2 separate regions of the Sus scrofa genome follow, and region 2 is linked to region 1. A link is a contact called in public Hi-C data. All regions are on one chromosome and are shown on one strand. The core of a region is the stretch at or near the end of the contact, and the rest is flanking DNA. Distances in the headings are between cores, read along the strand shown.

Evidence for each region. A called contact is a pair of places that touch in the nucleus more often than the background predicts.
Region 2: a Hi-C map of liver shows a contact between it and region 1, with 3 times the contacts expected there. The contact joins two enhancer-like sites. A contact is called at or near these places in 7 of 47 Hi-C or Micro-C datasets (embryonic fibroblasts, epiblast stem cells, fetal liver and 2 more).

What each region holds. Positions count from the first base shown.
Region 1 is chr13:206,483,830-206,488,219 of Sscrofa11.1, reverse strand. No RefSeq gene overlaps it. Among named protein-coding and RNA genes, the nearest start is that of SIK1, 20 kb to the right of the region's middle. Within about 2 kb of position 2,174, at least 13 of the 83 cell types and tissues checked have an H3K27ac peak or open chromatin away from gene starts, as enhancers often do. A contact at or near this core is called in fetal liver and liver, where this site is marked.
Region 2 is chr13:206,561,180-206,565,324 of Sscrofa11.1, reverse strand. All of the region lies in intron 8 of HSF2BP (heat shock factor 2-binding protein), which reads left to right. Among named protein-coding and RNA genes, the nearest start is that of HSF2BP, 66 kb to the left of the region's middle. Within about 2 kb of position 2,789, at least 25 of the 83 cell types and tissues checked have an H3K27ac peak or open chromatin away from gene starts, as enhancers often do. A contact at or near this core is called in fetal liver and liver, where this site is marked.

The DNA of each region.
Region 1 (4,390 bases), core at 925-3,424:
GAGTATACTTTGCTTCTCTGCTTCCAGTTTCATCTTGCTCCTTGTCACTGTGTTTTGCAAAAGCATCCACCCGCAGTGCGCTGACAGGCAATAGTGGGGCCTCCCCAAGTCGGCAGGAGAGAAGGCAACAGGCCTTGGCCTCTGAGCGCCCAGGCCAGTTTCACAGCCTCAAGGGAGGTGGACCGCCTGGCCTCCGCCAGCCCCACTGCGGCTCGTGCCCTCTGACCTCACCCTAACCCTAACCCTAACCCTCACCCTAACCCTAACCCTACGCTCAGAGAGACGGGAAAGGGAGGGGCTCTCAAGGCAGAGGTTTGCTCTGCCTGGAAGGGTTCACCGTCTTGGGAACACAGCTACGCTGGTCAAGAAACCGATCGAGGAGTTCCCTGTTGTGGCGCAGCCGAAACGAATCTGACTAGGAGCCATGAGGTTGAGGGTTCGATCCCTGGCCTCGCTCTGTGGGTGAAGGATCTGGTGTTGCCATGAGCTGTGGTGTAGGTCACAGAGGCGGCTCGAATCTGGCATTGCTGTGGCTCTGGTGTAGGCCGGTGGCTACAGCTCCAATTAGAGCCCTAGCCTGGGAACCTCCATATGCCTCAGGTATATCCCTGAGAAACAACAACAACAAAAAGCAACCAATCGATAACCTCAGGGGATGCGCACTCAGTGACTGGACACCTGTCGTCCCCAGGTGGGCTCCGCCAGGCCCCACACCCCCATTCCTTGTCCGCAGCCCCGGCTCTGCCCAGTTGGTTGAAAAATGGAAACAGGAGAGAGGTGGTGGCCTGGAGAAGCCACACGCAGACCAGGACACGCACAGAAGAATATTCCAGACCCTCGGGTCATTGCCGGTGATGCCACGTGGGATCGTGTAGTTGTCCCCAGGGGAATAGTATACAGCAGACCCAGAGTGACCCGTGGTTACTTGCAACCGCATGGGTCATCTTAGAAACACAACCCAGCCGCACCTTGTGCTGCTTTTCGGGCTTCAACAGCGACAACAGCACATCAGACGTTTGTGGCAACCCTGAGTCGAGCGGGTCTACTGGCACCATTTTCCAACCACATCTGCTCACCTCACATCTTTGGGTCACTTTTTTTTTTTGTCTTTTTGCCTTTTTTAGGGCCGCACTCGCAGCATATGGAGGTTCCCAGGCTAGGGGGTCGAATCGGAGCCGTAGCCGCCGGCCTATACCACCCACAGCAACTCGGGATCTGAGCCGAATCTGCAACCCACACCACAGCTCACGGCAACACCGGATCCTTAACCCACTGAGCAAGGCCAGGGATCGAACCTGCAACCTCATGGTTCCTAGTCAGATTCGTTAACCACTGCGCCATGATGGGAACTCCTGGGTCACATTTTGTTAATTCTCACAGTAGTTCAAACACTTTCATTAGTGTGATATTCATTAGGTGGGTCCATGGTCTTTGGCGTGACTATTGCAGAAAGATTACAACTTGCTGAAGGCTCGGATGGTGGTTAGCATTTTTCAGCAATGAGGTCTTTTTTTTCTTTTCACAGTCGTACCCCATGGCAAGAGGAAGTTCCCAGACCAGGGACTGAACCTGCGTCTCAGCAGGCATCCGAGCCACTGCAGAGAATACGCCAGATCCTTAACCTGCTGTACCACAGCGGGAACTCCAATAAGGTATTTTTAAAATTAAGGTCTGTACTGGGATTTCCCGTCACGGCTCGGTGGTTAATGAAGCTGACTAGTACCCGTGAGGTTGCACGTTCGATCCCCGGCCCCACTCACGAGGATGGGGGCGGGCATGCTCTCTCGTAACAGACAGCAGTGGTCCCTGGCTGCAGGACCCCCGAGCTGGCTGCCACCTGGGTCTGAGTCAAGATCGAAATGCAAAACCAGCTGACCCATGTGACCAGGCTTTGCCCAGAGCCCCCCACGCCGCAGGGGCTGGCGTCTCCCGGAGGAAGAGGGGGTGCCCAGCAGCAGGGCCAGAGCCTGGCGTGGGACACGCACTCGGGATCACCTGCTCCCCTGCCCTCCCGGGTCCCAGGTCTGATCCTGGGGCCTCTGACCAGAAAGGGAGCTGCCGCCCTTTGAGGTCAGATCTGCTGACCAGAAGCCCAACCCGCCACATGTCCCCGTGTCCTGCCAGGACGTCCTGGGAGGCCTGCAGGGCAGAGTGTGGTCTGTGTCGGCCCGTTTCCAGCTCCACTTCCTCTGGTGTCTGTTTGCTCAGACACTGACCGGCCCCTGGCTCGGGGGCTGACCTCTCCTCTGCTGGGGTCAGGAGTTCGCTGCCGGCATTGCTGTAACCCACGTGACTCTGGCTAAGAACCTTGACCCCCGCGGCCTGAGCCTCCGCTCCACGCAGGACTGTCTTTGCTCCTGAGGATGCTGGAAAACCCCGAGAACACCCCCCCCCGCCCCAGGTCTGCTTCTCTATCCATCCTGTCCCGCCCCGAGGAGCTCTGAGCCGAGGGGTTACACTGTCTGTCCCAGGCGCAGCCTCCTCGGGTGAGGGGAGGCCAGGTCCCTTGTCACGTCCATGGGTCAGCCTCCCCTGTTCGGGCACATCCTGGGTTTGGTCCCTGGGGCGTTGAGCAATGTGGGGCGGGGGGAGCCACCAAGCCGGGGTGGCGCTGGCTCCTCTGCAGCCCCGGGCATTCCTGCAGCCCCGTTTGGCCCTGGCCGGGGAGAGGTCAGGGAGGCGGGGAGCTGGGACCACTACACGGACTCTGCAGACGCAGGGGCTGGATTCCACACCAGCCGAGAACCGAGTCAGCCTCAGGGGACAGTGCTTGGGGTTATGAGGCTGAGTCAGCGGCCGGGGGCGGAGGGGGCGGGAGGATGACAGGCGAGGATGCTCACGCCTGGCAGGCCCGCCGGGTCCAGGGGCCGCCCGTCCCGAAGGGATTACGGGATCACAGGCAAAGGAGGCGTGGGCGGTATGGCTCCGGCAGCCGTTCCACCGGAATGTGCTGGAATAGAAGCAGAGGCGGGATGCAAAGCCTGCAGGGAGTTTGAAATGGGGAGACCCAGCCCCAAACCGGGTCCTGACCTCAAGCACAAAATGCGGGCAGCAAAAAGATGCTGCCGAGTCTTGCTGGTCCAAGGGCAGGGCCGGGGCTCCCCTCCCCTCTGCACTATCTAGGGGTGCTCAAAGGGGTGGCCCCAGGGGGGTGGGCAGCCCTGCAGGGCCGGCTCCTCTCTGAGGATACCCCCAAGCAGCCCCCTCGAGAGCCCTGGCTTTGCATCAGCGGCTGCTCCATGGCTGAAGCTCCCCACAACGAGATGGGCTGTGGGCAGTGGAACCAGAGCCACGAGGAGCCAGCAAGGGCACCGGATCCCCACCTGCAGGGAACTACGGGGCTGGGGGCTGAGCAGGTCTGTCCGTGGACGGGAAGGCTCTCCCTGGGACTTGGAAGTTGCCAGGCCTGTGCAGGGAGTTGTGTGTTTTGTGTGGTTTTTTTTTGGCCACACCTGGGGCATGAGAAAGTTCCTGGGCCAGGGATCAAACCTGTGCCACAGCAGAGACAATGCAGGATCTTTAATCCGCTGCGGCACCAGGGAACTCCTGGGAGTGTTTTTACGTGAAGGTTCATTAGTCTCTGGTGTGGTGACACCAGCAGTTCAGGAGCTGCCTGCCCTCCTCATGGACCCCCCAGAGGAGGGGCACTGCCCACCGCACAGGGGGAAGCACCGGGCAGTCGGGGGTCTTAGAGGGGGGGATACGTGGGCAGGAGTTTGTGGTGGTTCCGGCCGGAGGGAAGGGACCGACCGGGTGGGGCAGCAGGCTGGGTGGGCAGCAGGTTGGGTGGGCAGCTGGCAGAGTTCCGGCAGCTGGCGCCTGGCTGGAAACTCTCCTTGCTTTTCTTTTCTTAATACCTGTTGTCCTGCCCTCCTTCTGCCTGTGGGAACCTCCCACCTGTGCCACCCCTGGAGCCCTTGTTTACTAGATGGGACGCTGCCCACAGACCCCCAAATCCTTGGTAAAAGCCAATCAGATGCTCAAATTCTCTTGGTAGAATTTTGTTTGTGAATCAGAGTCAGGAGGCTGGTTCTCTGCTTGTCCTGCTCGGGGGCCAGACAGAGTCACACTTCTGAGCTGCCACTGACCCCAGGCCTTCACATCTGGGGAGGTCTCCACCCCTGTCCCTCGTGCCCACATGACACTTAGGGACCGTCTGGCTCGGCCCTGTCCCCAGGGCTCTGGGTGCACCTTTGATGAGGAAGCTTTTGATGGGGTGCGTCCGGCCTCACAGCAACCTGCCCGGGACACAAGGGACAGTTTGAACCTGCCTCGGGGCCTCCGGTCCCACTGGGCAGCCCCAGAAGCAGGGATCCAGCCGGCCTGCTGTCTGTCGGCCTTTCTGTCTTTGGTCTGGCTGCCAGGCCCCGCTCCGGCTCCTGCTTGCAGG
Region 2 (4,145 bases), core at 1,540-4,039, 76 kb before region 1:
CTCAGATCTGGCATTGCTGTGGCTGTGGTGTAGCCTATCGGCCGCGGCTCCCACTCAACTCCTAGCCTGGGAACTTCCATATGCCGCGGGTGCACCCCTAAAAAGACAAAAGACAAAAACCAGTTTTCTTGAGCTGTAACTCACATACCATGAGATTCAACCACTTATGGTGTATGATTCAGCACTTTGTGGTGCGTTCACAGAGCTGTGCAGACATCACCACCGTCTAACTTTAGACTGTCGCCATCACTGCCGATAGCAACCCTGTGCCCATCACAGTCTGTGCCCGTCTCCTTTCCACTCTGCCCCTGGCAGCTGCCACCCTGCTCTCAGTCTCTGTGTTTACCTGTTCTGGCCAGTGCAGAAGTGGGATTTGTGTAACGTGGGGCCTTCTGTGGCAACTTCCGTTCCTTAGCGCGTCTTCCGGGGTCATCAGCGCTGCAGCATTTCGCTGTACCTCACCCCTTGTCTGGGCCAGGTGACAGCCAGCCGCTTGGGTAGCCTCGCCACGCTTTCTCTTCATCCATCACTCGATGGGCATCCTCCCGCTGTTGGGCTGCGGTATGAGTGGTCAAACTAACACTCGTTAGGCGGAGCACAGGTGGCCAGGCGTGAGCTGCGGTTCAGCAACGGACCACAGAGGGCCTGACGCCGAGAAGTTCTTACTCACGGGTCCTGGGAGGGGACAGGGCACCACGAGGGGCCACACGGCAGGTCGGGGCCCAGTGCAGACCGGGAGGCGGGGCCTGGGCCCTTCATGAGGGTCTTTGTGGGGGTCGCTGGCTGGATTGCTCAGTTCAGACCACAGAGGGTTTGGGTGAGCCCCACGGGGTCTCCCCGAGGGGCCCATAAAGGGGGAGGCGCTGGAAGGCGGGGGGACTGCTGATGGCAAGGGACTGACAAGGGCTGACACTCGGGACTCTGCAGGCTGCCGTCCAGGGTGGGTGCCGCGCGAGGGCCAGTGTCGGGTGGAGGTCCCTGTGGGCCGCGGGGCCCTGTGGCGGTAGCAGAGTGGCTGAGCTGCACTCTGGCCGGGCCCCCAGGGAAGGAGCTTCCCTTCCAAGGGCAGCTGCCAGCACGTGGGGCCGGGCTGTCCGCCCCGAGCGGGTGGCGGCAGGTGTGGACAGAGAAGTGCAGAGAAGTGAGCTGCGCTCTGGAAGGCTGGTTCTGAATGATGCGAGTGCTTGTGTGGTCTAGCCAGTCTTTGAGTAGGTCTGCTGGAGACTCTGTCTCTGAATTTTCCTTCATCTCAGAATGTCCTGAATTCCCCTTCATTTTCTGAAGGACTCGGGGTTGACACTTTTTCCTTTCCACATGTGGAAGAGGCTGTGTTGCTTCCCTCTGGCCCCAGGTCTCTGCTGAGCAGTCGAGTCTCCTTGACTTGCTTTCCTCCCATTGGTGTGTCTTGGCCGAGATCTCTTGAGGTCTCTCCCGGTTGCTCTGGGCTCAGCTTCCTCTGTCTGTAGGTTTGTGTCTTTTGCCAACTTGGGTAAAATCTCAGCTGTTACTTCTTAGAGTGTTTTCCAGCCCTGCCGCCTGTCCCACTCTTTCCCGAACTGCAATGACATGGACATTAGATGCTTTTTATGGCCTCACGGACAGAGGCCCTGCTCCTCGTCTTTCTGCTCTGCTTCCTCCGTCGCTCGACTGAGCCTTTCTGTCGCCCTTCCTTCTAGCTCACCGAGTCTCTCCTCTTCCTTCTGCTTTATCTCCTGCCGGGTTTTGAACGGCAGGCACTGTCTTGTTCAGCTCTGACGTCTCCATTTTGTGAAGAAATGTAAGGTGGCACTTCAAAGCCCTCGTCACCCACACCCGCTCTCTCGAAGTCACTGGTGGACATGCCTCCGCCGCCTCCAAGCCCCAGACTGAGCCTCCTACCAGAATGTTCCCGGTCTCAAGTAATGAGGCGCCCATGATGGTTGCAAGATGAGTTGTGTTGCTGTCACCCAGAACGTGCTTAGCTGTGCCCCCCAGAGACACGGTCTGTGTTCTTCTGCTTGTGCAGTGTGGGCGTCTAAGCTGTTTTCCTTTCCCTCGGTCCACGTTCCCTTTAGACGCTGTCACTGAGCTGACAGCGTCACTACATCAGGTCTGGCTGCTCGCCGCTCAAAAATCAATACTTGAGACAGAGACCTGACAGGGAGAAGGGCTGTTTTTAATCCGATTGCCAGCAGTGTGGGGAGAGGGTGGACCCGGAGCCCTCAAAACCGTCTCTGAAGACTGCTCGGCCATGAACGTTTTCAAAGGGAAAAAGGAAGTCGTCTCAGTTAGTCACAGAGACGGGGTCAGAGGCGTCCCCGCCCCCCACCGCGTGCAGGCTTGTGGACTTGGTGTGATCTTTAGAGGGGGTCCTGGTCGCATAGTTTGTCCGTGAGATGACTGCAGGAGCTGGGAGGAGAGAGCTGCTAAGTGTTCTTCATTTTACTCTGGTCATCCTCGGAAGGAACACGTAGGCCAGGCCAGTATCGCGTGACCCAAAGATTGGCGAGGTGCTCGGGGCACAGCCGAGCAGAGCCTGAGGGGCCCTGGTTGGGGGTTAGTGGGGGTTGGTGCCCTGGTTGGGGACGGGGCCTCCCGCAGAGCGCTCGGGCTCTCCAGGAGCTTTCCTTACGGCCATGTCATCGTGAAGGCATGTCTGTGGCGGCACCCTTGGCAGCCTTTGTCTCATTTGTCGCTTCCAGTGGCTGGTTTTCTTTTACGCTTCTTTGATGGCCGCACAGCTATCTTTTCAGCGGCCTAGTTATTTTGTTTGCTCTGAAATGCATTACATCAGCCTTGGCCACATGCAACAGTCTTTTCATTTGTTCAGCAAATATTTATTGTATCAGGGACACAGTGATGAGCAAGGCTGACAAGGCCCTTGACTCCCGGAGCTTTCCGTCCAGCGAGGAGGAGAGAAGGTCATGTAGCAGAATAAACGCTGTTCAGAGACTTAAAATTGGGCGGTGGGTGCGAGGCTGAGCAGGTAGTATCTTTACATTGGGCGGTGGGGGAAGCTTCTCTGAGGAGATAATATCTAAGCTGAAATTTGATTCATTTTTGGGATCTCCACCTCTCTGTTTATATTTCTTTTCTGTTGCATTTTTTTCCATTAGAGCCTATTGTGGGCTGAATTGTTGAAAATTCATAGGTTGAAGCCCTAATCACCACCCCTCCTCCTGCTATCTCAGAATGTGGCGGTATTTGGAAATAGGGCTTTAAAGAGGCAATCAAGTTAAAATGAGGCCTTCCGCTTGGATCCTAGTGCAGTTTGACAGGAGTCCTTCTGTGGAGAAGAGACTGGGACCGAGAGGTTCAGGAGGCGTGGGGGCCGTGAGAAGGACACCTGCCTGACAAGGAGGGAGGCGGCAGGGGCCTCTTCCTGCTGGTGCTGTGATCGCGAACTTTCCGTCTCCTGACAGTGAGAGAATGTCTACTGTTACTACTTGGTGGTGTTTTGTTACGGAGGCGCAAACTGACTAAGATAGAGCCCTTAGGGTATTACTCATAGTTACTTCACATATCCCGTCTGCTAATTCCCAACTCTCTGTCCTAGAGAGTCTGGCTCTGATGCTTCGGTTGTCTTTTCAAACTGTGTACTGTCTTTTCTTTTAGCATGCCTTGTCATTTTTGGTTGAAAGCTGGATGCTGTTTGTTGGGTAATAGGAACTGAGATGAATAAGGCTTCAGCTGAGGTTTTACATTAATCTGCTAGGGCTTAGGCGCTGTTTCATGGAGGCTCCACGTTAGTTTCCTTCTCTCTGCTGGCTCACTTCCTCTTCATAGGAGCATCTATTATTTGATATTGGGCCTCTTTCTTTTCTTCTATTTTCCATCTCTTTGGTTTATTTTTAAATTTTTTATTAAATGTTATATGGTGAAGATAAACAAGCTTGAATAAATGGAAATATAAATTCTTGTTTGCCTGAGAAGAATCTATATTGTAAAGCTGATATTTTGCCTCAACATGCCAAATAAAAATACCAACAGGGTAAGTCCTCGCCACAGCACTCGGAGAAGAAAAAGAAATAAAAGTTACCCGATTAGGAAGTTCCCGTCATGGCTCAGCGGAAACGAATCTGACTAGGAACCATGAGGTTGCGAGTTCGATCCCTGGCCTTGCTCAGTGGGTTAAGGATCCGGCGTTGCCGTGAGCTGTGGTGTAA